Linked DNA regions of Mus musculus: all the other regions are linked to region 6. Evidence: chromatin contacts called from public Hi-C, HiCAR-type, HiChIP or PLAC-seq and promoter capture Hi-C data. All regions are on one chromosome and are shown on one strand. Each heading gives the region's core, a stretch centred on a gene start, on an enhancer-like site or on the middle of the called end of the contact. The rest is flanking DNA. Distances are from core to core; before and after follow the strand shown. Region 1 has its middle 4.4 kb from the start of Gm40741. Region 2 holds the start of Scyl2 (SCY1-like 2 (S. cerevisiae)). Region 3 holds the start of Nedd1 (neural precursor cell expressed, developmentally down-regulated gene 1). Region 4 holds the start of Cdk17 (cyclin-dependent kinase 17). Region 5 holds the start of Uhrf1bp1l (UHRF1 (ICBP90) binding protein 1-like). Region 6 holds the start of Tmpo (thymopoietin). Region 7 overlaps Cfap54 (cilia and flagella associated protein 54).

The links. Promoter capture Hi-C pulls out the DNA fragments that hold promoters and counts their contacts. Hi-C and Micro-C count contacts between places; a contact is called where the count stands out from the background. HiCAR-type assays count read pairs that join an accessible place to other places. HiChIP or PLAC-seq counts read pairs in DNA pulled down with a chosen protein or histone mark. Capture Hi-C pulls out chosen DNA fragments and counts their contacts.
Region 1: a FOXA1 HiChIP or PLAC-seq map of pancreatic cancer cells shows a contact between it and region 6. The contact joins the enhancer-like site here to the promoter of Tmpo in region 6. A contact is called at or near these places in 3 of 39 promoter capture datasets (hippocampal neurons, liver and pre-B cells) and 2 of 115 datasets of contacts at active chromatin or transcription factors (forebrain and pancreatic cancer cells).
Region 2: a contact with region 6 is called in an H3K4me3 HiChIP or PLAC-seq map of stem cell-derived neural progenitor cells, with 6 times the contacts expected there. The contact joins the promoter of Scyl2 here to the promoter of Tmpo in region 6. A contact is called at or near these places in 8 of 39 promoter capture datasets (the 3T3-L1 cell line, embryonic stem cells, erythroid cells and 4 more), 2 of 484 Hi-C or Micro-C datasets (B cells and pre-B cells), 3 of 115 datasets of contacts at active chromatin or transcription factors (embryonic stem cells, pro-B cells and stem cell-derived neural progenitor cells) and 1 of 9 other capture datasets (liver).
Region 3: a contact with region 6 is called in a promoter capture Hi-C map of liver, with 2.9 times the contacts expected there. The contact joins the promoter of Nedd1 here to the promoter of Tmpo in region 6. A contact is called at or near these places in 11 of 39 promoter capture datasets (the 3T3-L1 cell line, 3T3-L1-derived adipocytes, the C10 cell line and 6 more), 1 of 484 Hi-C or Micro-C datasets (B cells), 8 of 115 datasets of contacts at active chromatin or transcription factors (the NIH/3T3 cell line, astrocytes, bone marrow-derived macrophages and 5 more) and 2 of 9 other capture datasets (embryonic stem cells and liver).
Region 4: a contact with region 6 is called in a HiCAR-type map of astrocytes, with 9 times the contacts expected there. The contact joins the promoter of Cdk17 here to the promoter of Tmpo in region 6. A contact is called at or near these places in 16 of 39 promoter capture datasets (the 3T3-L1 cell line, 3T3-L1-derived adipocytes, the C10 cell line and 11 more), 2 of 15 datasets of contacts at CTCF or cohesin (embryonic stem cells and large pre-B cells), 11 of 484 Hi-C or Micro-C datasets (CD8 T cells, the G1E-ER4 cell line, Th1 cells and 5 more), 25 of 115 datasets of contacts at active chromatin or transcription factors (the 230-238 cell line, the NIH/3T3 cell line, Th17 cells and 18 more) and 2 of 9 other capture datasets (adipose tissue and liver).
Region 5: a contact with region 6 is called in a Hi-C map of muscle stem cells, with 5 times the contacts expected there. The contact joins the promoter of Uhrf1bp1l here to the promoter of Tmpo in region 6. A contact is called at or near these places in 9 of 39 promoter capture datasets (the 3T3-L1 cell line, the C10 cell line, embryonic stem cells and 5 more), 9 of 484 Hi-C or Micro-C datasets (B cells, CD4 T cells, the G1E-ER4 cell line and 5 more), 15 of 115 datasets of contacts at active chromatin or transcription factors (the NIH/3T3 cell line, astrocytes, bone marrow-derived dendritic cells and 12 more) and 1 of 9 other capture datasets (adipose tissue).
Region 7: a promoter capture Hi-C map of liver shows a contact between it and region 6, with 6 times the contacts expected there. The contact joins the enhancer-like site here to the promoter of Tmpo in region 6. A contact is called at or near these places in 5 of 39 promoter capture datasets (the 3T3-L1 cell line, hippocampal neurons, liver and 1 more), 1 of 484 Hi-C or Micro-C datasets (the G1E-ER4 cell line), 8 of 115 datasets of contacts at active chromatin or transcription factors (T-cell acute lymphoblastic leukemia, embryonic forebrain, embryonic stem cells and 4 more) and 2 of 9 other capture datasets (adipose tissue and liver).

Annotation. Positions count from the first base shown.
Region 1 is chr10:93,137,453-93,140,343 of GRCm38.p6, reverse strand. No RefSeq gene overlaps it. Among named protein-coding and RNA genes, the nearest start is that of Gm40741, 4.4 kb to the left of the region's middle. Within about 2 kb of position 1,588, at least 55 of the 459 cell types and tissues checked have an H3K27ac peak or open chromatin away from gene starts, as enhancers often do. A contact at or near this core is called in pancreatic cancer cells, where this site is marked.
Region 2 is chr10:89,684,978-89,687,915 of GRCm38.p6, reverse strand. Scyl2 (SCY1-like 2 (S. cerevisiae)) reads left to right here and starts at 1,622. Exons shown (of 18, transcript NM_198021.3): 1 at 1,622-1,878. 1500026H17Rik (RIKEN cDNA 1500026H17 gene) reads right to left here and starts at 1,553. Exons shown (of 3, transcript NR_130956.1): 1 at 1,397-1,553.
Region 3 is chr10:92,720,639-92,723,930 of GRCm38.p6, reverse strand. It overlaps Nedd1 (neural precursor cell expressed, developmentally down-regulated gene 1), which reads left to right and starts at 1,513. Exons shown (of 15, transcript NM_008682.2): 1 at 1,513-1,608.
Region 4 is chr10:93,159,354-93,162,177 of GRCm38.p6, reverse strand. Cdk17 (cyclin-dependent kinase 17) reads right to left here and starts at 1,302. Exons shown (of 17, transcript NM_146239.2): 1 at 978-1,302.
Region 5 is chr10:89,743,482-89,746,459 of GRCm38.p6, reverse strand. It overlaps Uhrf1bp1l (UHRF1 (ICBP90) binding protein 1-like), which reads right to left and starts at 1,469. Exons shown (of 21, transcript NM_029166.2): 1 at 1,172-1,469. The coding sequence starts at 1,215.
Region 6 is chr10:91,170,261-91,173,117 of GRCm38.p6, reverse strand. Tmpo (thymopoietin) reads left to right here and starts at 1,499. Exons shown (of 4, transcript NM_011605.3): 1 at 1,499-2,080. The coding sequence starts at 1,805.
Region 7 is chr10:93,068,022-93,071,085 of GRCm38.p6, reverse strand. It overlaps Cfap54 (cilia and flagella associated protein 54), which reads left to right. Exons shown (of 68, transcript NM_001347060.2): 2 at 1,152-1,257. Among named protein-coding and RNA genes, the nearest start is that of Gm40739, 5.3 kb to the left of the region's middle. Within about 2 kb of position 1,590, at least 190 of the 459 cell types and tissues checked have an H3K27ac peak or open chromatin away from gene starts, as enhancers often do. A contact at or near this core is called in the G1E-ER4 cell line, T-cell acute lymphoblastic leukemia, adipose tissue and 5 more, where this site is marked.

The DNA.
Region 1 (2,891 bases), core at 339-2,838, 2.0 Mb before region 6:
AATGAATAAACAGTAAAATAAGATCAATTGCTTCTTAAAGAGGACTTAATTATTTTGATCTTACATGTGTGAATGTTTTGACTGTGTTTATGTTGTGCGTCACATGTGTGCTCAGCAGCCCTGGAGGGCAGAGACCGACATCAGATTCCCTGGTGTTAGAGTTATAGATGGTTGTAAGCCACCATGGAGGGAGAGTGTTGGTGGCTGGGAATGAAACTCAGTCAAAAGTAAGAGGACACCTCTCTTAACCACTTTGCCATCTTTCCAGACATGGTAACCCACTCATAGTGGATCATAGAATCCACGTGGGAGCGGAGCCAGCAAGTGCTTCAGGGTTCTGTTGTAACAGTTAGGCTTTGAGGATATACAACTTCTATGACATTGTTAGGGTGGTGAATGTATGCGTACGCACTATACTTAATTAATCAGCAGGGGGTTGAGTTTTGACTGAAATGGACTGACATACTCATTCCCAAAATAGCTGTAAATGATCCTGTGGAAAGAGATATTTTTTTTCTTAGCCATTTTTTTAAAGAATTATTACTTTATATATATGAGAACACTATAGCTGTCTTCAGACATACAGTCTATCTCCTCTGTGGTCTTTCTGAGGAATGTAATCAGCCTTTTCTTTCTGGAGGGGAGAGGGTGCCTACAAGCTCCACCATCTTTCTCTTCAAGGAGGGTTGCCTGGTGGAATTTTCCAAAGGTCTTGAGCTGACCTCTTCAGCATCAGATTCCATTACAGATGGTTGTAAATCACCTAGTGGTTGCTGGGAATTGAACTCAAGACTTCTGGAAGAGTATGAGTGCTCTTAACTGCTAAGCCATCTCTCCAGCCCCATCCATGTTGAGTTGTTTTTGTTTTGTTGTTGTTTTGTTTTGTTTTTTCGCCCCAAGTCATACACTTCCATGTCTAAGGCTGGCTAAACTCTGCCTCGTTGGGTTACGGGGTAGGGACTCTATCTTCGGTAATGATCACAGCAGCCACTGTGCTAACACGGGTTCTACCAAGTGTATGACATGGGAAAATAAATGCTTACAGAGTGTTAACCTCCTAGTAACCATCAAATAAATTTAAAATGGCATTTTACTCTTCCTTAAATGAAATTTAGTGGATAATGGGGGTGAAAGAAGTGGTAGAATTTTTGGGAGTCAAATGAAGTTAATCTGGGGAAAGACCCTGGGAGGAAGAGTGTTCACTAACTGGAAGCAAGGGAAAGATATTGGCCAGCTAACTGGAGGCTTACTCACACAGTACTTGAAGATGCAGGACCTCGCCGTCCTCTTCAGCTTTAGTCAGAAAAATGATGAAATGTGTGTGTGTATGTGTGTGTGTGTGTGTGTGTGTGTGTGTGTGTGTGTGTGTGTGTGCCAAAGACAGAACCAGGAGAATGAGATGAATCAGTGAGGGCAGGGACAGGAGGAAGAGGTTCATCATGGGAGCTGACCATGGCCTGAATCAGCCATGACTCAACATTCACTGTAAGTAAATTGTAAGCCAGAAAGTATGCTTGACTTCTTACACGGGAATAATGGGGTCATCAGGAATGTAGGCAAATCCTCACTCTCATCACCAGAGGTTTCCATGACACTAACCACAAGGGCTATTTCCACCCCTCCCTGAACCTGAGCTTTTAGCAGCATCGGACTCTATGGACCTGTCTTTACAATAACTGTGGTAAAAATATGTGTAACACAGAGTTTGCCACCACAATCACTGTAAGTGTCCAGTTAGGTGGCAGTAAGACCATTCACAATGTTGCTATGCCTCCATCACCACTACCTATTCACAACAAAACTGAAACCCTACACCCTTTAAGCACTGACTTCCTAATGAGCTTTTCCTCACCCAACCCTGGGAACCACGACTCTATTGTCACCATAGGGTTGGTATTCTAGATACTTTATGTAAAGAAATCATATGGCACTCATTCTCTTAAGGCTGACTTCTGTGGCTCAGTGTGATGTCATCCATTGTGGGCTCATCCATTGTGTAGCATGTGTTAAATGTGTTAGTTACCCTTTTAAGTTTGAATAACCTGCCATTGTTATTCTCTTCTCCTTCTCTCCTCCTCATCCTCTTTCTCCTTCTTTTCTGAGACAGGGTTTCTCTGTGTAGCCCTGCGTGTCTTGGAACTCACTCTGTAGACCAGGCTGGCCTTGGACTCAGAGATCTACCTGATTCTGCCTCACTACCACCTGGCTCTGGCATTATTTCTTATGCTATATTTTGTTATTGTCTCTCTGGGTTTTGTTTATTTGTTTGTTTGTTTGTTTTTGAAACTTTCCCATCCCTTGGCTTCCACAGCACCACATTAGCCCTGTTTTTCTTTGTACCCTCTTGACATCTACTTCTGTTGCCACCCCTACAGCACTTGACCATTTGTTGATAGAGTTCCCTAATTCTTATATCAGGCCCACATCCCCTCTTAGTCTCCTCTTTCCATAGACAAGTGTGCCAGGAACCATGGGCTCCTTCCAAGTTTTCTTGTCAGCTTTCCTATGTGTGCAGTTTTGAGGGAAGCAGACCGCATGGAATGGTGGGAGATGTATATCCCTCCCCATAGGCAGGTAGATCAGTGCTGATGAACCAAGTAGTGATAGATGTCTCAGCCAGCTTGCTCTCACGTCTGAATCAGGAGCTGGAGTACCATTTGAAAGGCATGAGGCCAAAATAATGCTCAAGAAGCTGCTTCATTCTGTGACTTCACAGAAAAGAATGACACAAGACTCAGCTATTGGGAGACAGGTTGCCACAGACTGCCTTTAATAACAGAGATATATTTGAGAAAATTGATACTTTTTGCGTATAGATGCAGCACACAGTCACCTTTTGTAGATGCCTGATGCCAGAAGAGCCTACACTCTGAAGATGGAGCAAACAAAAC
Region 2 (2,938 bases), core at 373-2,872, 1.5 Mb after region 6:
CAACTAGAAACAGGTTTTTCTTTTTTTCTTTTTCTTTCTTTCTTTTTCTTTTTCCTTTTCAGCAAGTAACACAATCTCAGAGGTTCACAGTGTGTTCAAATATCCTGTGATAGCTATTCTCACATGGTCTGCAAAGGATTAGGTTTGCTCACTAGGATTCTGTCAAAATGTTTAATTCAGTGTTTCTTGGTGCGTTGGCAACCTTGTACAATCACTGCTATCATCTAACCCCAGGCCATTTTATCACTCCAAAAAAGAGACTCATGTTTAGTAGAGATAAACTAGTTCCTCCTACCCCAGTAAAATATGAAATTAAAGCATGTAAGAAAGAAAAAGTTGAAATATAGAGAACATGATTTCTAGATGTTTTGTGTGCAGAATACAAGAATCTAAGCCTTTCCTTTCTTGACCACGAAGAACTAGAAGTAACATTACCAACACATAACTTATAAGATGCTCTTGGCAAAAGGACAGAAATAAAAGTCCACCCTTCTGGGGCTGGAAAGAGAAGGCTCAGCTAGTGAGATGATAACTTTCTAAGCATGCAGATCTAAGTTGGATCTCCTGAACATACATTAAAAAGCCAGGCTTGGTGGTGGGTGCTCCTAATTTCACAGCTGAAGAGATAAGAGAAAGGCAAAGCACCAGGTTCTATTTAGAGACCTTGTCTCAAAAACATGGACAGCTCCCCAGGAACAACTCCTAAGGCTAACCTCTAGCCTCGAGCTTTTCTGGCGTGTGTACATACAGCTGTACCTACACAAACATGTAAACACACCACACAAACATGTACACACACATACACACACACCCCATAATCCTCTTCCCTCTTCTCTTCCTCCCCCTCCTCCAATTCTTCTTGTAATAGAATCTACCCTATTACCCATCTTAAGACATTTTAACCTGAACCAGGGACAGAGCAGAGACAGGAGAGGCAGGGTTAGGGTTAGTTAGGGTGGTAGTAGTCCTACTACTATGTACGGGTTACTTGGATGGATAGCAGGGAGACAGAGGCTGTGCCCAGTTTCACCTAGGTATATTTTTCAGAACAATTTACTTCTTTCATTAAGCACGTAAGATAAATAATCTTTGTTGCTCTAATTGTGGAACTGTGGCACCGGGGTTATCTGAGAATGTCTTAGAAACGCAGAGCATCCGATCCTACTTGTGCAGCAGAATCTGCACTTTAACACGGCCCTGTGTGAGAAGCACGGCTTTTCTAGGTTCTAAGGTCACTTAGCAGAAAGTCAGAGAAAGCTGAGTCCTATGTAATCAGTCACTAGACCAGCAAGGGCAGGTGGCCTGGGAAACAGAAAAGGGGAGGGGCCTCACAACCAGAGCTGCAGTGTCCAGCCATCAAGTCACTGTCAGTCATCTCCAATATACATTTGGTTACCTGTCCTCATTATCTTGGAGAATCCCCTTCTATGGTTCCAGAAACTCGGGCTTCCTAGCCTGGGGCCCCGGAAAGCTGGTCTTGCCCGCGAAGACTAGTGATCAGAGTCACAGGTACGGCTGTCAGCAGAGGCCCGGGCTGGCTCCACCCCCGCCCCGGGAGCCCCGCCTCACTCCGCCTCGGGGAGGGCGGAGGGAAGCCAAGCCTTACCCTTCCGAACCGCCCGGAAGTGACGTCATGCAGGAGCGGGCAGGTCTTTCGGTGCTCTTCCCCCTACCGTGCTCTTCTTCCCTAGTCCCTTCCCTCCCTTCCCCCTTTACTCCTCGATCTCGGGGTTCTGCGGACTCGGGGGTGACGGAGGAGATGGAGTAAGCGTTCGGTGGCGGCCAGGAGCGCGGCCCGAGCAGTCACAGCCCGGAGGCATTGAGGGAGCCGGCGGGGGACCGGCCCCAGCACCGCCCCTCCAGGTAGCCGGCTGCGAGGTGAGTGACCTGTCTCGGGCACCGGGCGACCTGGGTCTGCGGCCAGCTTGCGGGCTACGGGTCTCCCCGGGCCTCCCGGCTGCTACTGTTGCCTAGTGACGGGCCGGGTCGGGCGGGCTGGCGGTGGGTGGCCCGGGAAGCCGGATCCAGGTAGCGAGAAGCGGGAGGGAGCGGATCTCAGAGGCCGGTGACTCTGGGCGAGGCCTTCGGGCGACGGGAGCCCCGCTGCCTGGGTCATTCTGCTGCTGGGAGAGTCCCCAGAGCTGGCGCAGGAGCTCGGGTTTCCGCCGTGGAGATCTCCGTATCCTTTTGGGAAATTGGACAGTGCTCCGGGACTGCTGAGACAGCCCCCCTCGTTTCTGATACTTGGTTCCGATAGCTGGGGTCACCGGCTAAGGCCCTGCACTTCGGACGCCTTTCTCTGATGGTAGTTGTCTTTCTGGACTGGACGGTTATTGTGTGTGTGAGGTGGGTGGGGCAGATAAGGTTTGAGAGAAAGAAATCCCCATGGGGGCTCCAGTGCGCCTGTTTAAGCTACAGAAAAAGGTTTAGACAGATAAAGCTTGCAGAAACTTCTTGGGATTCGCATGGACGCGTTACCTGTGATCAGTAATTAAGGACACACAGTGTTTCCCTTTCTCAACAGGATTGAAGAGACTCCAGACCAGCTCCTTAAAGTGATTTTGATTGTAAATTATCAGCTAGAGGTTTTTCTTTGCACATCAAAACCAGGGATTGTGTGATGACACTTTGAAACGCCGTATTTAAGTTTTCTGAGTCGTGCGCCTCTGTTCAGAGAAAGCAATTTAACAAAGATGCTGTAAGTCAGTCAGCCATTACAAAACCCAAGCAGTTCTGGTGTTTGCTTGGAAGATTCTTTTTCGACTTTGAAGGCTTTCCCCTCCTTAATAAAGGTTGGAGGAGAAGGGGATTGTGGTTATGCAAAGGAAAGGAGCCTAACTGAACACATAGAGCTTTATTCTGTTCAGATATACCTACGCACATGTGAAGATCATTCATTTTGTCTGTCAGAGACGATTACATATGTAATACAGATGTG
Region 3 (3,292 bases), core at 264-2,763, 1.6 Mb before region 6:
GCTTTCTTGCTGGTTTCAGTGTTAGAGAGTTGTGTTTTCTGCTTCAAGCATTCTTTTCTTCATGTGTTCCAGTTCTCCCTACTTAGATCTCAGCATTTTAGGCCAAATTCCAGGAAAAAAAATCAGCTAATAACACCAAAAGCAGCTGCAGATTACACAAGGCATATACTGCTTGCTCCCCGTCTTCATTTTATGGTTGTTCCTCACCAGCTTCCAGAAGCTGGAGAGACTTCTTTTTCTCCTAGGGGAGGTGGGGATTGGCACTTCTTAGGTTTCCAGTTGTTTTTGATATGGGTTCAGATAACTGGGACATTATGTATCCAGTTGAGAAACACATCCGGTGTGCACCTGGGACAAAGGAGCAACACTTTCCATAGGAACATGCTATCAGTGATGGAAGTAAGAACTCTCAACAGAGCAATCTTTTAGCAGGAATGTTGGGAAAACTCAGTTCATTGGCCCCTTTCTACCATGAAATACATTTCCTTCAAAAACAAAAAAACCAAAAAACCACTGAGTTGGTGTTCATGTACCTGAACAGCAGCATGTGAAGCTGCGGATGTGAAGATGGCTAGCTCAGAGGCTGAAGTCACTACTGGGTTTGTTCTCAGGGTTAGGGTTCGTTTTGGGTTAGATGTTCCTCTCCTCTGCTTTCCTCCTTTTCCCTCCCACCCCTTCCTTTCTCTTCCCCTCCTTTCCTTCTCCCACTCCTGCCACAATTTCCTCTCCATTCCCTCCCCTCTTTGAAACTGAGTTTCTTTGTATAACCGTCCTGGAACTCGTTCAGTAGACCAGGATGGATTTGAACTCACAGAGATCCCATTGCCTTTGCCTCCTGAGTGCTAGGATTAAAGGCTTGTACCACCACACCCCTTTGAAGTTAGATGTTTAACCTGCAGCTTTTCTTGGCTTCCTCTCAAGTAATCCTCTCCTAAACCAACCATGTTAATTGCCTTTATTATGAGCGTTCTTCTTTGTGATAACTGTGACACCTTTTTTTGTGGGAACTGAGAGTTGCCCGTGAATTCCCCATCTTTTATTCTTCTGTTTTGTTTTGTTCAAGACAGAGGTTCTCTGTGTAGTCCCTGGCTGTCCCGGAACTCACTCTGTAGACCAGGCTGGCTTAGAACTCAGCAGTCTGCCTGCTTCTGCCTCCCTAGTGCTGGGATTAAAGGTGTGCACCGCCACTGCCTGGCATTTTATTCTTGCCTTCCCTTTCCCTACAGAAGTGTTAATATTAACTTCCTAACTAGACTGTAATCTCCAGCAGGCTAGGGAACCTGCGTGTTGACTGACCTCTTGTCCCTTCAAGCTAAACACAGTAAGTGCACACCCACAGCCTAACTCAGCGCCTGGCACACAGTAGCCAGCAAACAAATGAGTGATAAAGGAGCAGTAGCTACAGGCTAGGATATCTTCCTCTGCACCGCCCCAGGGTGGGAGGCCACCCAGCACCCCCGCGGGCTGAGCGCTCGGGGCACCGCCTTTCCCGTGACGTCATGCGAGGCGGGACTTCCGGCCGCCCAAGTTTAACAGTCCAGGCGGGAGCCGGAAGCGCAGCGAGGAACGGGTGGAGCTGGGCCTCCCCTGTGGCCCCACGCTTGAGAGGTGAGGTTCCGCCTGACAGGGAGGCTCTGTGAGCGCGGTGGCCTTGGGCCGGGGACCCCCGAGGTCAGCCTCTTCGGTCCTGCGTTGGGCGGCAGCGGGCGCGCGCGCGCGCTGGAAAGTGGCCGGGGACCGGGCAGGACAGGACAGGACAGGACCGGGTCGCGGGCCCCGGATTTAAGGGCCAAGCTGCCCCGAGCGGCTCGTCCACCCCGACTCCCGGGTCTGGCTCGCCCGTAGCTGCTGAGCGCAGGCGCCCTGGGCTAGGGGTGCAACTCCCGAGAACTCTTCTTGAGCAGAGAGTGCAGTTGGTCGCTGTCGCTCTTCTTTCCCGGGATCCTCTCCCGGGGACTGATGTCAGAGCCCAGAAGCCAAGCGAAGGGACTGTGAGAGGTCTCCGTGAAGTCAGCCTCACTGAAGCTGTGTGGGTCGCTTAACTCTTCTGAAGAGCCTTGATCCACTCATTGCACCACACTGCACAGTAGGCTCCTTGTGTGGGGTTAGGGTAGCAGCAGCTTGCAGCTGTTTACTGTTCTTCAGAGTTCAACTTTTCTACCCTGTGTTTTTCCATGGGCCGGGGAACAAGGGGCATTGAGTAAGTGTTTTAGTCACCAAATAGAAACATTGTCTACAATTCAACAGGTGACTCTGCAAGTTTTTAGCCTCACCTACTAGGGGTCCCTTCTAACTCAGAACCACCCCACACACTACTGTATCCAAAAATATGCACAACAAATAACTGTTTTAATCCTTTCCATAAACTTTATTTATTTATTTATTTTTCCTCTTGAGACTCAATGATTTCTGCCTTATGCTTTTTAGTTTGTCCTCTGGAACCCAGATATGTATGATGCTTTTGTTGATGATGTGGGGGCGTGTCTTTGACCACTGTTGGCCTTTAACCTTGGTTAAATTCAGCCCCCTATGTCACCAGATGGAATCAATTCAGTGTGTTGTAGCTGCCGTAGCATCCCTTAAAAAAAAAAAAAAAAAAAAAAAGTAGGGCGTGGTGGCGCACACCTTTAATCCCAGCACTCGGGAGGCAGAGGCAGGCGGATTTCTGAGTTCAAGGCCAGCCTGGTCTACAGAGTGAGTTCCAGGACAGGCAGGACTATACAGAGAAATCCTGTCTCAAAAAACCAAAAAAAAAAAAAAAAAAGTAACCACTTTTTATTAGACTTCAAGTATCAATGAAACTGTGTTGACCTATAAAAAGAAACATATTTTGTGTGGCTACCATGGATTAAACACACACACACACACACACACACACACAGGAACACTATGGATTAAACACACACACACACACACACACACACACACACACACACACACACACAGGAATTAAAAACTAGCATCTGCTTGTGCCTTAGTTTTCTCCATTGATTTTATTTCTATCTAAACAAATATCGGTTGCAACCCACTTCATTCAAACTCATTGTTAATATATCTAATGTCTTCAGACAGGCAATAGGATAAATTGAATTACCAAGTTTGTTAATTGGATAGTAGTATAGTACTCTTTTTTGTTGCTGTTTTTGTTTGTTTGTTTTGTTTCTGAGATAGGGGTTTTCTGTGTAGCCCTGGCTGTCTGGAACTAGCTCCACAGACTAGGCTGGCCTCAAACTCACAGATCCACCTGCCTCTGCCTGGGATTAAAGGCGTGCACCACCACCACTGCCGGCCC
Region 4 (2,824 bases), core at 53-2,552, 2.0 Mb before region 6:
GCTCAGGAGGCGATAAAACAGGGCCACTGATGCGTCGTCTTCGATGGCCACATTAACATAAGGGAAAGGCGCCACGGATTTCAGCTAAAGGCTTTTGCCATTTTTGAAGAAGAAAAGCTAATTGTTAATGGCCATGTGACACAGAAGATCCCAGAAAGGAAAGGGTGGGAGGAAAAAAAAAAAAAAGAGAAGAGTTCAAGGCAGTTCAGGGTCAGACCAAGTCAGGCATCCTGTCATTAGCAAACGTTCCCCTAGCTGAAGGCAAAATACCGCTTACCCCAGAAGGAGTGGGTGAAAAGTAGGGGAGAGAATGAGTGGGGAACCACAGGGGACGGCGAGGTGGCAGCGTGGGGGTGATGTGGGGAAGAAAACTGGGGCCACCCAGCTGAGATGGGGAGCAGAAGCAACCGGACAAAAACACCGAGAAAAGCAACTGCGGCTAAGACAACGGTGGAACACACACACACACAACCCCCTCTTCCCGGGTTCTCTGGGTTTCCCACAGTCCCTCCGCCTCCGGTTGGAGCGACACTCAGGGGTGTGACCCGCCAGCAAGAGGGCTGCCCGGAGCTTTGTGTCGACCCGCTCCCCCACGAGAGGGCTCCTCCCCCGCGGAGCTGCCCACCCACCCGCGCGCAGCCTCCCGCGTCTCCAAGGAGCCCGCAGCGCCGCGTCCTCGCCCACTCCCGCCGCCCCGCGCCCGCGCCTCCACCCCGGCCCCGGGGACCTTTGTGTCTCGGGGGGACTTTCCGCCTCTTCCCCTCCCGGCGCCCCACGGGGCCAGCAGCCTCCCCAGGAAGCCTCGATCGGCTGCGAACTCTCAGCGGCGGCGCATGGAGCCCCTCCCCCCAGGTCCCCCAACCAGCTCCGCACTCCCGCAGCCCACGCCGCGCGTGGACATGCGACCGACAAGATCCCCACTCGAGCCGCCCGCTGACAGGCGTCACGATCCCTGCCCAGCCCCGCTGCCAACTCACCAGCAAGTGCGGGGACCGCGGGCTCCGGACCGGCGGGCGCGCAGAGCGAGCGAGCGGATGCAGGTCCGGTGGTGGCGGACGCGCCGAGGCGCCTCAGGCTCAGGCCTCCCCCCACCCCCCAACCTCGCGCCTTCCGCTCCGCGAGGGCCGCCGGCCGCCTCACGCGTGGCAGAGCCCCCCGCTCAACATGGCTCCCGGGCCGCGGAGCCTCGCGGACGGCCCAGTACTCCCGGCCACCGAGCCGGGGCGGAGCGAGGCGGCGGGGCGCGGGCTGCCGGACTGCCGGGCGCTGGGTAGACCGCAGCCGCCGCTCTCGTTCGTCTGAGTGCGCGTTGCTTTCTCTCGCTCGGAGGCTGCGGCTTGACGCCTCCGCCTGTTCCCCGGAGCGAGCGAGAGCGGGGGTTAGAAAAAAAAAAAGAAAAGAAAAAAGGAAAAAAAAAAAAAAAAGACTTTTATTGAAACGATCCAACCAGCGGCGGCGGAGAAAAGCGACCGGCTGCGGGAGCTTCCCCACCCCCGCCTGCACGGCTCGCCTGGGGCAGCGCGACCCCTGCCGGCGGTGGCGGCGACGGCGGCATGCGGGGCGGAGCCTTGCCTGGGGGTGGGGCTTATGACTGGGGCGTGGTCTGGGCGGGGCTGGGGGGTATTCCCAGGAAACTTCAAGCGTGGCTTCAAACGCGGCTGGAGAGCAAGGGAGACCCTGTCCGTGGACAGAACGCTGAACAGTGTCTGACCATCGCGATTGGTGAGGAACCGATCGCCACAAATCAGCCCCTCACTGTCCCCTCGCAACAATAAAACTCTGCTTGAAGTATTCCAGGCGCTACTGTACACAGGATGCCTGCCTCAGTACAGTGCTTCAGATGACCCACAAAGAAATACCTCGGTCGATTGCTGCAATTTTCTTCTGTTCTGTGACTGGATATGCGTGGCCAGTGCAGTAATCACCCACGCACAAAGCTTTGATTTCAACCACAGTGTTTTTAAATGTTATTACACTGTTGGCTCTAGGCTGGGGGGGGAGGGTGGAGGGGGGAACTAAAATGGTTACAATAAAACTGTGTTGTGAAAGAGTCAATGCTAAGTTATAGGACCCAGAAAGAGATACTGTTGCAGTGAGTTAGATTCTGTTGCTTGAAGGAGGCAGGCCAAAGAGGTTGGCCCAGTTTCTGTAAATCTTTTTACTTTCTTCTTCCCCAGTTAGGAACAACTGAATGTGTAGACAAACTAAAGTGATCCTGGCCCATTTCTTTCCACAAGTAGGGATAGAAGCTTAAAGTAAAAGCAGACTTAAGTGGCAGAGGAAAATACTGAGAGAACTGAAAGAAGACAGTAGGGTCCGGATGTGGACACCCTAACCAAGAAAAGGTTAACGGTATAAAAGGCCAGTAGGGTGAAGGTTGGGGTTTTTTGTTGTTGTTGTTGTTATGTTTTGTTTTTCTGTTCTTATCACCAGGAAGTGCACGATATATTTTAAATCTCATTATCTACTAAGGACTTCTGAATCGTATCTTTTCTGATTGATGCGCCTTTCCTTGAAGATACTTCCTGCCCTTCTGTCTAGAACTTTGTCGGACACAGCTGGATGTGTTTTCTACAGCTCATAAGGTTCATATATATCAACCGGAGTTCTCCTGTGTCTCCAAAATTACCAGAACTATAGGTTAACAATAATTATCCTCTACAAAGACTTCAACACTTGTTTACCCTATAAAAATGTCCATATTTATACTTCCCTTCAAGAATGAGTGTGTACTTTTGAACAGCAGTTAATGATTTTTTTAATATATGTCTAATTCAGGCAATTTTATAATATGTTAGGAGCTAGCATCATTTCAGAGTTCTTT
Region 5 (2,978 bases), core at 220-2,719, 1.4 Mb after region 6:
GCAGGATGACACTGAACTTGAGGGTAGCCTGAGATTTATTTTCAGGACAGCCTGAGCTACTTAACCTGTTTAAATACACACACACACACACACACACACACACTCACTCTCTCTCTCTCTCTCTAATTAGTGATACTAAGAACCAAACACACGGTCACAAACTTTGCTATAGTTTGATACTTTATGTATACATACTGTGTGTATTAAATTTTATTCAATATAAAGATATAATGTCAGGAAAATATCTGCTGAATCATAGTATTGTTTTGTTCAATATGTTCTCAACTGTAATATATATATATGTATTACACACACACACACACATATCCAGAAAATGAAGACATGTTTACTATACAAGTCTATCATTAAACCTGAGAACGTTCCTTTAATCAGTTAAAAGCATTCATTAACTTACAAATAACAGAGGAGAGAAAGAGATCCTAACCAAGAGCTTTTAATTCTCTGTCACCAACTTGGAACAGGGTCCTACATTTAGCCTGTTTCTTGAGACAAATATGGAGAAGCCAAGAGCAGTAACAAACTGCCAGTTTACTGAGTCATGTTTCTGACTAAAACTGTGTTATGAAATGGAAAGAGTGACACGTCTGGGGTTTAAACACCAGGGACGTTAACTCCCTGAACTCAAGGGTCGCGGAACAAAATCGGAAAACTCTGCAGCAAGAACGAACGCGATGCGGGACTGAAAACGACTTCCACGGAGAACTGGCCGAAGCGGAGAAGTCCTGCTTAATTTCCCCTAAAACAAATCCGAACTGTGCAAACAAGCACACCCTCCCGTGCAGCGGAGCGGGGACGCCAGGTAGGGGGCACCGAGAACAATCCCAAGGTTAACGTTTCACTGGCACACACACACCCCAGTCCTCGGCTAACGGAGCCGCTCGGCTCCGAGCCCCGGGAGCTTCCGAGCCGGACCGGGTCCCAGCCCAACCCCATCCACCCAGCACCTGAGTGACGCCGGGGACGTCACCAGCCTCGGCGCAGGAGCGGCCCCCGGCGGAGGAGGAGACCCCGGCCCGCCGAGCCCCGCCGCCCTCCGCGTGACTCCGGAGGCCGGTCGGGGGCGCCAGCGGCACCGGCAGAGCCCGAACCTGCGACCTGGACCCGAGAACCGGCGGCCAGCGGACGGGACCGGCCCCGAGCGCTCGCTGACCTGGAGAGGTGCTTCAGGATCTGTTTCTTGATGATCCCAGCCATGGTGCCCGCCGGGCTGGAGCGCCGCTCTCTTGTCGCTCCTCACAGCCTCCTCACTTCGCGGCAGTCTTCTTTCGGTCCCGCCTCACCGGCCCGGAGGAGAAGCGCCGGAGAGATCACTCTCAGAAGAGACTCGAGGGCCTGGCCGAGGCCACAGCCGCCGCAGCCGCCGCCGAGAGCCCGAAGCATGACGCTCAGGCCGCCGCGGCCGCCGCCAGCGCCATCTTGGCTGCAGCATCACCTAAGAGACCGGGGGCGGGGAGAGGAGTCGGGGGGGCGGAGCGAGCTCGAGGTGGGCGGGACCTGTGGGAGTTCCGGGAATCTTCAGCCCTGCCTACTTCGGACTCCCACTAGGTCCTCCGCTGCCCTTTCCTAGTTGGTACTTGGGCTTTCATCTTTTCTTCATCCCTTTCATCTTGTCTGTGCCTCTCTCGCTGACATCCTAGTCTTGCTTCTTCATTTCCTCCGAACTCAACTTTCTGCTCTACAAGTAGCTCTGTTTATGTTATTCTTTTGGCCATTTCAGCTTTTTAATCTCAGTTTCTTTTACCAAGATCCTTCCCTTAGACTAACGGCTGTAATTTAATGTTTCCATTCGTTGGTCTAACCTTAAAGGAAGTAAAATTGACAGCATGTCATATTTAACCGAATATACCTAAAGACCTAGAAGTTAGAAAGTCTAGAGCCAGTGAGATGGCTCTCAGCCAGCAAGAGTACTTGTCAAGCAAGCTTGATGATCTGAACTTGATGACCAAACCACCATGAAGGAAAGAACTGCCCTTGAAAGTTATCCTCTGGACACACACACACATAGACACACTTAGTAGAAATTTTGAAATGGAATGCCCAAAATGAAGTCCTGGTTCTAATATTTTCTAGCTATGTTAACTTGGAAAGATTGTTTTCAGCTTTAGTTTCACTTCATGTATGAATGTGACTTTGGTCACACAAGGGGACGTCAGAGAACAGCCCTGGGTGTAGTGCCTCACTTTCTTCTATCTCTTCCTCAACAGCTACTTGTGTACTCCAGGTTACCTGGTTCCTAGGATCCTCTTGTTGGTCTCTTGTTGCCTCTCCCATATTGCCTAAAGAGTGCTGGGATTACAGACTTCTGGCTTCATGTGAATTCTGGAGACTCAAGTTCAAGTCCTGATGATTGAATGGCAAGTGTATTGTCTGCTAAGCCAGCTCTCTCAGCCGTTAACCTCACTTTTAATCATCTTTAAAATATAGTGTCTGCCCTTAGGGATGGTTTGGTAGGGGCCCTAGTAGGTACTGTTGGTGTGTCTGGGCCATATTGTCTGGCCACCTGTTGTAGAAGCAGGTTTTGAAAAAGATATAAATCACTAAAATATTTCATAAACAGGTGGGAGAGAGAGACAGTGTAGCCATTTGAGGTGGGAAGAAGCAGCATTAGAGTTCACAATGCTTGAAGCATGCCAGGGTAACAAGAATCTGCTAACACAAATACTGTGCAAGGATGAAAGCAATCTGAGCTGTTTGAAGGGAACCAAGCTGGGTGTAGTGACACATGGGTCTGTAATGTCAGCCCTTCGGGGACAGAGGCAGGAGGAGTGCTACAAGTCTGAGGTCACCATGATCTACTTAGCAACACCTTCTCTTGAAAAAATAAAAAAATAAAAATAACTACAAAGCCAAGATTTTATTACTTGGACATAGGATCCATAACAACTCATAAAAATGCCTGTCTTGGGACTGACTCCTACTTGGAAGCTGGCATGACAGTGATGGGTTGTACTTCAGAG
Region 6 (2,857 bases), core at 250-2,749:
CTTCAGATTTATAGGTCCATTTTTACTGAGGGTTTTGCTTTTCAACGTCTTCCAATTTAACCATGTAGACATAGGTAAGCACAGTTTAAATATTTTTGTTCATATTTTTAATTTTGTTCATGCTTAAATTTAAGGCTTTTTTATAGAACATAATCTAGAGCTTAAGACACTGAGGGAATGATTAAGAGACTCTGAATCTGAGGTCAGCTGCTTCCTCTCACGAGCAGTGTCCTGAACCATTTCCTGTGTAGACATTCACATTGTTCAAAACCCTAGATACATTGAAACACTATACATGCTTTCATTCGCTTTTTATTTTTGTTTTTGTTTTTTTTTTTTTTTTGTTTTCGAGACAGGGTTTCTCTGTGTAGCCCTGGCTGTCCTGGAACTCACTCTGTAGACCAGGCTAGCCTCGAACTCAGAAATCCACCTGCCTCTGCCTCCCAAGTGGTGGGATTAAAGACGTGCGCCACCAACGCCCGGCTCATTAGCGTTTATTAACTACACATCTTATTGCGGACTTTTTACATAAATTTAACTCTGATCATGTTCGCCCATATATGTAATTTGTTAATAGGAAACATTTCTGGTCAGTATTGTGTTCCAGAAAACAGAACTGTGGCACATTTGAGACGCTAACTTGAATCAGCAGCATGAGTTTTACAGGGTTCCTGGCTCCCTCTAAAATTAAAAAATTAGTATGCACCACTACAGGCACATAAAGTTGAATACTAGAGACTTTCTAAATGTTGCGTTTCATCTTGTTCCATTACCAAACATTAGGTTTGATGAAGTTAGGGGAAATCCTTGGTGCTTGGGGTGGGGGTCTTAACCTAGACGGCTTAAAAATACAAAGAAGGCATTTGTTTTAAGCCCCAAGAACTATGGAAACCAAAGGGTTTGGTAAAAGAAGGCAAAGGGAGACTTAAAAATGCAATTTTGTAACAAACTAAAGCTGTATGGAAACCTTCAGCTGTGGAAGTCTGGCTTTCCCTAGATTCCAGACAAAAGAAGCGTTTGCGAACCGAGGGGATTTGACTTCCTGCGCATCCCGCACCACAGCCTGTCTGGTTTTCACGCTTCCCCTCCAGGGCCAGCACTCGGAGGGGGCAAGGCCAGTCGGCCGCCATTCTTCAGGGGGGCTCGGTGTCCCGGGAAGGAGCCAGGCCCGGGCAAAGGGTCCTCAAGAGAGCTGGCGCAGAACTCCGCCCGTCCGAAGGCGATCGAGGCCGGGACGAGGCTTCTCCGGTGCAGGGGGCCAGGAGAGAGGGAAACAGCGTGCAAACCCAGTACCGCCCATCCCTTATCAGCGTCCGAGGGGAAGGGCGGAGAGCCGAGGAAACAGCGGGCCCCGCGCCCGAGCTCCCGCCCGAGCGCCTTTTAAACTGCGTTTCTGCACCTCTCGCCCTGCGCCGCGGCGGCTGGAACCCGCGCGAGCCGCCCAGCCAATGGGTGGCGCGCTTCCTCCGGGCGCCCGCCAATGGCGGCGCGCGTTCTTGGGGCGTGCGCGAGCCAGGCTCCCCCCACCCCACCCCACGCACTAGCTTGTGTATGGGCTCGGCTCGCTGCGGGCTCCGGGTTCGGCTGCACTTGCTCCCCAGTCGTGCGCCAGGGGCTTTTTGTGGCGGGGGCCGGACCTGGGTTTTGTGTCCCGAGTTCTGTGCCGTGCCCGCGGCGCCGCTCCGGGGCAGGGATCTCCCGAGGCGGCGGGCGCAGCCCCCGGGACCAGCGAGCGAGCGCGCCGGCGTGAGCAGCGGCGGCGGCGACTGTGAGGGGCCGGGGAGGAGAGAAGGAGGGGGACGAGATGCCGGAGTTCCTAGAGGACCCTTCGGTCCTGACCAAAGACAAGTTGAAGAGCGAGTTGGTCGCCAACAACGTGACGCTCCCGGCCGGCGAGCAGCGCAAGGACGTGTACGTGCAGCTCTACCTGCAGCACCTCACGGCGCGCAACCGGCCGCCGCTCGCCGCGGGAGCCAACAGCAAAGGGCCGCCCGACTTCTCGAGCGACGAGGAGCGCGAGCCCACGCCGGTGCTCGGCTCCGGGGCCTCCGTGGGTCGCGGCCGCGGCGCCGTCGGCAGGGTAAGGCGAACCCCCCCGGGGCCGCGGAGACGGGCGTTTGGCGGCCGCGGCGCGTGCTCGGCGGCGGGGCTGGCCCCCTCGCGGGGTTCCCCGTGCCCGCGGCGGCGCCCCGATCGCGAGGCCGCCGGGGAAGGCGCGGAGAGGGGAGTCCTCGGTGCGAGCCGCCCCGGCTGTGCTGCTTGGCTGCTCGGGCCGGGTGCACGGTCCGGAGTGGGTGTAGACGCGGCCTTCCGAGCCGTTTTCTAAAGCCCGACAGGCTTGGCCCCCGGCGCGCGAGGTGAAGTTGTAGCGTTTTCCCGCTTTAGCGCCGAAGTGACTCGCAACAGTGTCAGAGCGCTCCCTGGAGGGCAGTTTGCGACATAGTCATTTCTGGCCTTTTTTTTTTTTTTTTTTAAATAAAGGCATTCCCGCCTTTTTATGTTGTTGACTTTTTTTTTTTTTTAAACAGATGGAGGGCTTTTTGAACCGTTTTGTTTCCTCGCGTGTCATATTCTTCCAGTCATCAGGCCCCGCCTTAAGTGGGTTTGCTGTACTGTAAACGGGACGTTTTAAGTACGTTGCATTTGGAAAAGTTTGTTCCCGTAGACATCCTGGAGAATCCCAGCTAGTGAGCGTTTTGTTTTATCGTTGTAAGATTTTTGCTGGAGGAAGTAAAGATCCGGAAGCAAAAAGAAAAGTTTATGACATACTGATGTATCAGTATTTGAATTTGAATGCCTCAGGCCAGTGAGATGTAAGATGCGTTCCTGCCGGTGTGTATCATTTTGCCTTTTTTTT
Region 7 (3,064 bases), core at 341-2,840, 1.9 Mb before region 6:
GATCAGTGATTAGGGAACAAGGGAGAAATGTGTAGGTGGAGCCCAGAGGAATTTCAGGACAGTGAAACATTGTATCTTGAAGCAGTGCTGATATGTATCATTATACATGTGTCTGAAGCTCATCAAAAGTACATCACCAAGAGTGAACCCTGCCAGAAACCCTGGACTTTGTCAATACGTGATGTGCTAGGGTTGCCTCATCAGTTGTTACAAGATACAGTAAAAAAAAAAAAAAAGTAGGAACCGAAACAAAAGCTACATCAAGATAAACCAGGGAGGGGGCTGGAGAAATGGCTCAGTGGTGAAGAGAACTTCCTGCTCTTGGGTTCAGTTCCCTGCCCCCACTGGTGCCTCACAACCACCTGTAGATGGCTACAGGTCATCTGATGCCCTCTTCTGGTCTTCCAGGGTACTGCAAATACATGCATGCAAGGCAAAAACACTCATACATTAAAAAAAAAAAAAAAGGGTAACATAAGAAAGAAGTCAGTCTGCCGAGGAACACTGGAGATCCTGACACAACCTGAGGAACTGAGCATGCGTGGAACAAATGAAATGCAAAGCAGAGAGAGGAGAGAGCTATAACAGAACATATACCATATGGCTCTCTCCTTGGCTTACTGGCTCACTTCTTTCTCGGGAGTGTTTTCTCCTTTAGTAATCATCTGTCTCTTTCTATCCCATGCCTAACTTAAAAGGCATGACTTTTGCTCCATCTCCTGGCTGCTTCCGGGCTCTTTATCTAGCCTGCACTACGTTCCTTCCTTTAGTAAAATGGTCCTTGGACTTCCTTCCGAGTCCACCTCGAAGATCTCTCTTGAGACGAAGAACCCCAGAAGGGTGGATACCCATAGAGGACACACAGCTTGCTTATGCCTGGGGATGGAGATGGAGGAACATCTCTGGATTTTCTTCACTGTGAAGTTAAAAGCTGTTCTCAAAAGGAGGTTTTTTTTAAACACATATAAAAAGGGGCTCCAGTCAACGGTGGGCACACACTAGATATACTAATGTTTGTTGATCCTTAGACGTTAACAATAAGGAATATGAGAAAGACTCAGCACAAGGCAGGTGAGAAAGGGGTTGCCCACGAATTAATTGACACTGCCTGCTCATTCTGAAGATGTCTTTTCACTTCATGACTCTTACAGTGCCACCACGCTGTTTAATATCTGGACCAAATATGCTCCCAGGCTGCCGTCCAACTATTACAACGAGAAGCTCCTGAAGGTTGGAGACAGCCTCTGTCAAATAAAAGTAAGTGGTTACAAAACAGACAGAGAGCCAGCTAGAAACAAACTCCTTTGGCTACTTAGTATTTGGGTTGATAGCCTTCCTAGTCTAAAGGGTTTAATTTTTTTTTTAATATTGGAAACAATATGCAAATAAGTAAAACTGTACTGAGGTATAGTAACAGCCATAACAACTACAAAGCCTGCCCTTTTATTTTGTATTTGAAAGTCTCCAGGTGGTTCCTTCAGGGACCAAAGGGAGCCTGGGATGGGAGGGCAGCTCAGCTCAGCAGAGGGTGTGGTGGACCTACAGCAGGAAGTGCTGAGTCACCATGTTCCTAACTTACACAAAGGAGCCCAGACACTATTTCCTGTTGTTTTTCCCTAGGCCTGTGGCCTTGCCCTGTCAGCCCCTCAGGCCAACGGCCTGGCTGTTCAGTGTCCTGTTTTAATGACTTCTAGTTTTCTGAATATTTTTGCTTTACTGTGAGTCTAGCAACTGTGGCATATATGCCGTTTCCCCCCGCTCAGTATTATACCAGAAACTGAGCATGTACCATGGTGTGAGTTCTGTGTCAGGGTCTACGTCTTTGAAGGTCATGGACCTGGGCTTGGCTTGATAAGACCCTGCCAAGGCTGGGCTTTCAGTTTGTGAACTTGTGAGTTTAACCCCATATCACTGGCCTAAGCCCAAATATAGCAAGTTCTATACAGTGTTGGACAAGGAGTTAATTTATGCACGGGAATTTTAGGCCAGGCATGGGCGGTGTGAGTGAGTGCCTTCTCAAATTTTTTCAGTTTCCCAGCTTGATTTTCTTCCTCTGTGTCTATTTCTTAGACTTTAATCTATGTATTGGGAGGCAAAAATTACCCAATAGAGCATGGTTTCTCAACCTATGGGTCCCGACCCCTGGGCTTGTCACATATCAGCTGTCTTGCATCTTGCATATCAGAGATAATTGTCACAATTCAAAACAGTAGCTAACTTAAAGTTATGAGGTAGCAATGAAATAATTTTATGGTTGGGAGTAACTACAGCATGAGGAACTGTGTTATAGAGGGTTGCAGTGGCATTAGGAAGGCCGAGAACCACTGAAATAGAGAAGGCACAGAAATGCTTCCATTTTAAAAGACCATCAATGCAAAAATACAACACTTACCCCAGGTAAGATAAAGAGATCATTTTTTTTCTGAAGCCAAATGTGAGTGGCCATGGCCTAGGGGTACAGATTCAGGTTTCCCCAAATCACTTGTCCAATATGGTTAACAGTTTCACGAAGCCTGTATAGTCATTTATGACTTTTTAGTCTTACACGAGGACACCTTTCAAATAAATTGGTAGAAACATGAGGCCGGCAGGTCACAGCAAAGTGGGAAATCTGTGCAAGCCTCAGATAACTCTCTGATGACATATTTAACCTTTTGGTTGGTGGCAGTTCTGGGAGGTCTCCAAAGTTAACATATTCCAAGTGATTTTACCTGGCAGTCAAGTCACGAGGATCAAACACAGAGGCAGGCAAGAGATGCTTTAAAGGGGCTAAACGGTAGCCCAAGATAAATTGTAATTAGACTCTGGACCTGCAATATCAACCTCTCCTCGGTCCTGGCAATTCTAATCGCCATCAGCCATCCAGAAGTTTCTGTCTAAGGTGCCTTTCTTTCTGGGACCTTTTCACCCACAGAGCTAGTTGGATCCCACTTCCTCTTCCTAAATTAAAGGAAGTCTTAGCTCCACATGCATGTGCCATGGTTCTCACACAATTGAAAACGCAGGGTTTGGGGGGAAATAAGTGACTTCCAAGCTCTATTTCTGTGGAGTGGAGTGATAGCTG